2 separate regions of the Mus musculus genome follow, and region 1 is linked to region 2. Evidence: chromatin contacts called from public Hi-C data. All regions are on one chromosome and are shown on one strand. Each heading gives the region's core, a stretch centred on a gene start, on an enhancer-like site or on the middle of the called end of the contact. The rest is flanking DNA. Distances are from core to core; before and after follow the strand shown.

Evidence for each region. Hi-C and Micro-C count contacts between places; a contact is called where the count stands out from the background.
Region 1: a contact with region 2 is called in a Hi-C map of the N1E-115 cell line, with 3 times the contacts expected there. The contact joins two enhancer-like sites. A contact is called at or near these places in 4 of 484 Hi-C or Micro-C datasets (the N1E-115 cell line, cumulus cells and nephron progenitors), 1 of 115 datasets of contacts at active chromatin or transcription factors (embryonic stem cells) and 2 of 9 other capture datasets (embryonic stem cells and liver).

The regions. Positions count from the first base shown.
Region 1 is chr8:40,292,359-40,296,591 of GRCm38.p6, forward strand. No RefSeq gene overlaps it. Among named protein-coding and RNA genes, the nearest start is that of Fgf20, 7.5 kb to the left of the region's middle. Within about 2 kb of position 2,798, at least 12 of the 459 cell types and tissues checked have an H3K27ac peak or open chromatin away from gene starts, as enhancers often do. A contact at or near this core is called in the N1E-115 cell line, where this site is marked.
Region 2 is chr8:40,222,286-40,226,395 of GRCm38.p6, forward strand. No RefSeq gene overlaps it. Among named protein-coding and RNA genes, the nearest start is that of Fgf20, 63 kb to the right of the region's middle. Within about 2 kb of position 1,461, at least 3 of the 459 cell types and tissues checked have an H3K27ac peak or open chromatin away from gene starts, as enhancers often do. A contact at or near this core is called in the N1E-115 cell line, where this site is marked.

The sequences.
Region 1 (4,233 bases), core at 1,548-4,047, 71 kb after region 2:
CTTATACCAGTCAAGACTTCACAAACTGATCTCATCATGATAACAAATAACTCCAACTGAATGGCAGTGCACAAAACAACCGACTTGTGCTTCCTTCAAAATGTCAAAGGTTCAATGTCCAGATTAATGAGAACTAAAGAGAAATGTATTGTAAAACATTTAGAAACACAAAACCATTCGCGTTTCATTTACATGAATTAAAAATTTGACTATGGGGGTCCACACTTTTTTTTTCTATAAAGATGAACAAAATAATTGTAGCACATAATTTAATTTTGACTTTGTATTTTTCCTTCCCTTTCACATTTGTTACTCTTTTATAATTTTTTTTTTCTGTCCTTGCCTTGCTCAGTGTAACTAGGATGATACCACTGGTTTACTATGAGACCTTGGAAAAATTCTATTATCTCCACAGAATTCAGACTTTTTCTTTTCATAAAATTGCAATAGTAAAACTTTATTTCTCGGCTTGTGTGAGAAATGTAGGAATCAAATGGATTAATATGTATGAAAGTGTAAGAAATGACTTTTAATAACAACTTTTGTTACCAATTTTTTCCCCAAATGTCAGGTCACATAATATTACAAATTTTGATTTAGGTTCCAAAAAAGAAAACATAGATCATGAAATTTATAACATCATCAAACCTAACAATGATATTTGAAGCCCAGAAAGAAATCTATGTTTTCTGTTGTAGAGAGCATACTCAATAATTGTGTTTTCCTTTTGTGAGACAGAGTCTGCTATGTTGCCCAGGCTGGTATTGAACGATCAGGCTCAAGTGGTCCTCTCACTTCTGCCCCTGGAGTAGCTGAGACTACCCTTTTGAAACGGGTATGAAAGAGTAGACACTGAGACCCTCAGCAGAAGCCGATTTCACAGCATCTGGATAAACATACATCCTTCATCAATGTCTCACATAACCTTTCATTATCATTTCAGAACTCATAAAAATTCACTGTAAACATTCTTAATATTAATTTCGTGTGAGAAACTTACCAGATCACCACAACTGAAGAGCTTCATTTGACAATGTGAAAGGTAGATTATGTCATTATCATCGTTAGTACTATAAAGCTAATGAAAAATATAATATTTAAATTCATTCTACTTGTACCCCCTACTTGTCTTGAGGCAGATCAAAGAAGAAAAATCAATTGCATTGCTAATGTTAAGAACACAGATCATGATAGCATTGTTATTTGAAACCGGCCACATTGGAACGCTGTCTGGGTTCAGGGTTATGCTAAAGAGAAACGCAGTCTCTACTATGATGAAAGCTCAAACAGGGAAGGTTTTGTATCTGTTCTGCTCATTAAAGTTCACTCTATTCCTAACAAATCAAGCTACAGAGACCTAAAAAGGTAATAAAGGCTTGTTTTCTATAACAATTGAAGTATATGAAAAACTGGTTCAAAATGGCAACACGGCTTAATCTACAACTGAACAGTGGATTAGGGAACATAATTACAGCAACTTTCAACGCTTTTTATTATCTCACTATTAACGTGTCCAGAGATGCTACGAAATTGTTTGTTTGTTATTCTTCCATTTCAAGTAAAGAAACTCTTCTTTAACTAGACTTCCTTCTCTGGAATGAACACCACAGAGATATTTTTATTGTGATGACGTACACATTAGATCATCACATTCAAGGAAGTTAACTTTTCCAAGAGAATGAAACTGCCACAAACACTCCCTCCTAAGTGGCACTCTTTCAAACAAGGGGTCTGTCCATAAAATGTAGGGAATAGTTTTTAACAACTAATGGATTTGTTGTCTCTTTAGAATTAGGTAGAACTAAAACTGGCATTACAGAGAGAGGGGTACAAGTTTAATCTATAGTAACATCAATAATGAGAATGAATGACATTCATTTTGAAAATCAGAAAATGGACTAGTGGCTTAAGCTACCTCGAGATTTGATATCGTGACAAGCTGACGAAAGCTTACTTATTCTTCCCTTAATGAAAACTCTGAGCTAACTAGTACAGTTTATGAGAGACTGGAGCCCAGCCTGTAGTCAAGCTGCCCAGAAGTTTAGCCAGACCAGAGCGAGGCGAGTAGGGAAGTGTCCATCCCTTTTGGACAGGTTGGGGGGGCGGGGAGGGCAAACAAATAAGAGGAACGGAAAGAAGTCTTAGGAGTTTCTTAAACTTGGCAGCTGTTCGGAAGACACAACTCGTCTTTCTACAATGACCAGTCTAGAGTGAGAGGCACCGGCACACAGAAGTAGAAGAGATGGCTGAAGCTAGTATCAACTACGTAAGCAACGACACTGCCAGTCACCGCTTATTTGTCTTGAAAGTAGGTTGGAGGAGATAAGACAAAAACCAATTACAGTGCGGATGTTACGAGCACAGATCATGAAGTTAATTTTTTTTAATTGTCTGATTTACAAATGGTCTGGTTTGAATTCCATCCTAACAAAGAATGCTGATTCGCCATTACAGCCCCGCTAAAATGTAAGGTCCGTGAAGGTAGGGAAAAGAAATTAATAGAACAGGAAAAGTAAGGGGGTGGTGGTCGGGCATGGTGGCGCACACCTTTAATCCCAGCACTTGGGAGGCAGAAGCAGACAGATTTCTGAGTTCGAGGGCAGCCTGGTCTACAGAGTGAGGAGTTCCTGGACAGTCAGGGTTATACAGAGAAAGCCTGTCTGGAAAAAAAAAAAAGTGGGAGGGGTGGGAAGATATGGTGCCAGATATGAGCTACCTCTTTTTGAATTGTTGGTTATTATGGTACCATAGATGCTCCCAAAGCATTACATTTGACCGCCATTGCTCTTGATTATCCTCCAGAACCTGAGGGTAAGACCCTATCGCTGAAGATACCACACACTTGAGTCCTAGGACACAGAGGAGTCAAGATGGTATGGACCTGGAAACTTCATCCTTACTGGCTGTGTTCCAGATTGACATGTGCTATGCAGGCCACTGGGGTAGGAAAGCAGTCAACAGTGTTACATAACTGTGAGCTCGGTGAGTTACTGTAACCACAGGCCTGGCAAGATACACTCACTGCTACATTTGTGGCATAGATAGCATAGGCACAAACAATCACCAGCTTTGAAGCGCTCTCCACAAGACAGGACTCAACCCTATTACCACTAACTGGAATCACAACCCATGACTGGCCAGGTCATTGGGCCTAGGGCAGAACCTAATACTATTTTCCGCAAAATGGACATAGTGATAAACTGCCCAATAAGTTCTTACATTTGTATCCATTGATTAATGCATTTCTCAAGCTCATCAGAAGTCTTTATTTGGTTGATTCTGTAGTAGACCGCAATTAATACAAAGCCCCATTACCAGTCAACCTGCAGAGAATAAGACTTTGTAAAACTGAACTTAAAATGGGATGTCTATATGCCCTGCCTCCAGGATCACATCAGAAGGGGATGTGTAAAAATAATAAGAGCCAGAAGAAATAGACATCTGCAGAAAAACAGTATTTCCCAGATATGACAGCTCCTCTGCACAGGTGAACTCTCAGGGGCGTAACTTCATATACATGACCTGCTCAAAATCAAGCCAGTTAAAATCTTCCAAAGAATGGGGAAGAAGCTGGCTAAGTTCTGACCTTAGATAAGGAGTTACTGTCAGTTGACAACTGCTAGGACAAAGACTGAGTTGGTTTTCTTCAAGGCTGTGTTCTGTGAGAGGCTACCCACCCCATGCTCCAGTCCGGTAGCCCAGCCTGCCGCCTATGCATACACAGGCAACACTGTGTGGACTCAGTAGCTTTTAGGAAAACAGAGCACATGAAGATGACAAAGGAATGTTGGGAAAGAGATGGGGGCAGGGAACCGAGAGGAAGCTTGTATGGGGTGGATTTAAAACACATTATATGTACGGACCAAATCTCCAACAATAAAAACTAGAAAAGCTACCAGTCCACATCAGACGTATGTAGCTATGAACTCTGAGGTATTGTAACAACTGGCCTTGGAAAGTGCACTACGATCTCTGGCATATTTTCCACGGTCAATAAAATGCCTATTCGTTTAATTGATATGCATGTTTAAAACTTTTTCAGAAACCTCGAGCACTTGCTTTAATTTCTTGAATTTATTATTGCTCACAATTAACAATTATTCTGTTATATAATCCAGAGAGGTAAAAAAAAATGTAACTTGACTCTCAAAAAATGGGTACATTTGGAGAAATGTATCCTTAGTCTTGAAAAACAAGCTAGACATAAATCCACTTGCTGCTACTGTGGAAAAG
Region 2 (4,110 bases), core at 211-2,710:
CAGGCTGGCCTCAAGCTTGCCATGTAACAGCTAAGGATAGCTTTAAATTCCTGATCCCCATACATCTTGTCTCCTAAGTGCTGGAGGTGTAGGTACAAACCACAGCCCTCAGCCTGCCAATGAGAGATTTTAATCATATAAAAATATTATAGATGTAAGTGTGGCAATGTGCATACAAATTTACAAATACACCAAGATCATATATGATGTCTACTTGACAGTTAAGTATGAAAGTGAATGAGAGGCTTAGCAATGTATGGTTAATTAAATTTGTTAGCCTATATGTATGGGAACTATATAAAAGAACTTGTACATTCATGTCTGCGCAGTAAAGATTTTCTCCACCAAGAAAGGATGCATCACCCAGCCATAGCTCCACAGTGAGAGGTCCTGTGTTCAAACCCTGAAATCTCAGCTTGCTTGTAAAATTAGTAGCTTTCAATCTGTTAACTGTGTAAGAGGGAAATGGAAGCAATATCTACTGCAGTTTGTTCTGACAATTAAGTGGAAAGATCCAGTCCAGTATCCAAATCAATTCATCTGTTTAACTCTTAAAGCTCTCTCTCTCTCTCTCTCTCTCTCTCTCTCTCTCTCTCTCTCTCTCTCTCTCTCTCTCTCTCTGTGTGTGTGTGCACACATGTGCACATGCATGTGCAAGTAAAACATTTTGGGAACAAAGACAGCCCAATACATATTTTAATAATGGGTATACTTTAACCTGAGAGTATAATTAATTGAAATATCTTACTGCCTTACTATTTGAATGACTGCAATTATGAAAACTCAACTAGTCTTAATTTTATTTTATCCATTCATATAAATATTAAGGAGCTTTGACACATAGTAAGTGGAAGATCAGCTTTTATCTTATAATGTCTTGGCATTCAATTTTCAGATGAACATTTTATCAGCATACTCAAGAATAAATTTTATATCATTGTATCTTGCAAAAAATTAATATTAAAATACATAAAATATAAATCTTATAATATAATATCGCACTGTCTATGGTGTCAGATATAAATAAATTTAATTGGAGACATAAATTATTTTCAGTTTGTCAATGTCATGCACTTGCTGAGTCCCCTGGAATGACAGAGACAGCTATATAGTAGCTCATTTTAAAAAAAAGAAATGTATGGTATAAAAGATATTTAGGGAAATATTCGTTGTCACATAGAGCCTTGGAAACCTTTCTAATGCTTCTCCATGAGAGGGAAGAATTTTTTTTTCTTTTAGGGTAATATGCAGACTAAAACAGTACACATAATTTCACTTGGATTACAGAATGACATTGGCGCAGACACTAAAAGAACAGGGCTCACTGGGTTTGAGGGTATTTTCTATGTTTGGTTATTGTAGTCCAAACACAAAAGTGGCACTGATAAATGGTTACATCGGCATCTGGTTAACATTACCCGAGTGAATCATGAAAAAGAAGTGACGGGTGGATTGGAGCCAGGGCAACCAAGAGATACCAAAGATAATGCCTGTGTTTTGAAGCAAAAGGCTTTCCAGCATCTCTGACCTAATGCTACATATGTCTTAATTTAAAGTGAAGGGTACTGTGATAACAAGCAAGAACAATTATAGTTTCAACTAGAAGGCTCAGACCAAATAGAAATGAGTTAAGGTAGTGTATTTTCCAAATCCAGTAAGAGGTCAGCTCTGCCCAAGAGCTCTTAGAACCTCTAAGTTGGTTTTCTATTCAAAACTGCTTAATGTTTTTCTAACTAAGCAATAAACTGTATCTGGTTTTTTGTCAAGTTAAAACAAGACTTTTATCTATAAGCTTGACAGGTGAAGCCACACGAGGCTTTACAGCTTTAAACCTAGCTTTAAAAAAAAAATCACACATACTGTTTTATGCTTCTCAGGCTAGACAACAAAGTTATGAGAGGGTTTCCCCTTAGCTTTGGTGTGAAGGTCCCCACCTGACACATCCAAAGCCTGACTATCAAGTGCTGCTGCTGTTCACACCTGCACACTCACAGCTGCCAACAAAGGGAGACAGGAACTTCTCCCACCTACACACCTGTCAGATGGGTGGATGCCTTTAACCCTTTGTCTTCTCTTGATCGATCCCAAGAAATGGAAAAGGGTGTGCTACAAAGGGGTGGGGTGGGCAGAGGGGCTAAGGAGAGCAGACAAGCAAAATTGCTCCCATTTAAGACAAGCTTAAACGTTTAGTTATAGAACATAGCTGGCAACATTTGGGAAGGAAAGCTACATTAAGTGGAGGAAAGATTCACAGTTGCTTCTAATGAAAATGAAAAATCCGTTTTTTTTTCCATTTTACACCAAAAGAACATAAGTTATTATTTGAAGTAAACTAAACTTATGTCATTTCACAGTGTGTATGATAACCAATTTTTAACATTAGAACATTTGTTAAGGATAGATTTTGTGTGTTTGTGTCTGTGTGTGGTTTCACAAAAAGTACTACAGAATGAAAAGGGATGTATAATTTGTAGAGATTAAATGTTTACACACTTAATTCAGTATCTGGTATGTTCATATGACTTAAAGTATAACACACAACTATTTAACCTACATTTTTACAGACTTTAGTTGATAATAGATGGATCAGTAAGAAATGAACAAAAGGCATCCATTTGAGATTATGTTTAGTAAACCAAACTACTCATTAAAAAGTATAAAGAAGGTTTTTAAATCTTATCACTGTACAAATTAAAGGAATCGCATTAGAAGGATTTAAACTATTTCAATTTGCAGCAACGTATAAAAAGGTATTTATACATACACACATACAGACACATACACATGATAAACGTAGGTGACTGTGTACATTAAAGCAAATGCCATTGAATTGCATTTTTAAATATTTTAGAACTCTGGTTTAAATTCTGGTATCACCAAACAGACCTTTCAAGTCTCTAATTGATAAAAACAATACAGATTAAATGGCTACAGACAGACAGACTATCCAGGTGGGCTCTAATAGTTAAGAGTTTGGGTGCTCAGACATGATTTTATTTCATTGATAAAATGGAAATACTCAAGAACACCACTGTATTTCTAACACTGTGGTTTGTTTTAAGGCTTCAGGGAGAAAACTCAAAGCTTGTGTGTCTTTCCAGTGTTAGATGTGGGTAGAGACCAATCTCCTTGGAGTTTCTGGGAGATGAAAGAATAAATAACTTCCTTTCATGCTCCCTTCTTGTTGGAGATAGGGCAGTTTGGTGGTGCTTCCGCTGAGCCACAGACCATTCTTGCTCTGGAATTTTCCCAAAAGTTGTAAGAACCTATTCTTTTCCCCTTCCAAACAAAATGATTGAATCATTTGTGTAATGATACCATTGGGAAGATCAGGTCCACATCCCAAACAAGAGCATCATTTGTCACAACCCATAATTCAGTGGCCACTTCTGTAACCCATGATTGAACTTTGGCAGCAGTTAAAATTCAAACTGGACTGTCCACTCCCCATAAATGAGGCTAAAATGTGCTGACAGTGTGCGGATAAGGGCTGAGCAAGCTAATAGGTTTGAGTGTCTGAGACTTTTGATAATCCGGTCTTAAGTGTCATGGGTCTTTCAAGGTGGATTCCGTCTGTCTTATAAAGCTGTGTGATGAAACATAATGCACCCTTTGATCTCCTTTGGAAAAACCTTATGAAGTCAACAGAATGTCCCATTGGCTCAATAACCAGATCCCCAACCTGTTGACATGAGAGATTTTAACACTTCTAAGTGTTGGCAAACAGTAAGTGACCTAGATGCTGAAAGGTTTCCAGCGAGAAAGCTCAAGATGGGATGAACCAAACCAAAAATGCAGGCTCCCCTCCTGGATTGTCATCCCCAAATGAAGCAAAATAGCACAGGTCAAGCCACGCTCAAGTTTGATAATGACCATTTATATAAATTAATTTTTAATTTATTATTTAATAAAGTATCTTAAAAGTTAAACATCACTTGTTTTCTATATTACTTATGCTTGTGGGCAAAAGTAGTTCTATCATATTAATGTATATAAGTTGTCTTAAAGGATAAGTATAAAATATACATGTGTATACATATATATGTAATTATTTCTATATGCATCTACTTGTTTGCAAGCATTGCTTTTGTGTACATTTATCTGGTATTT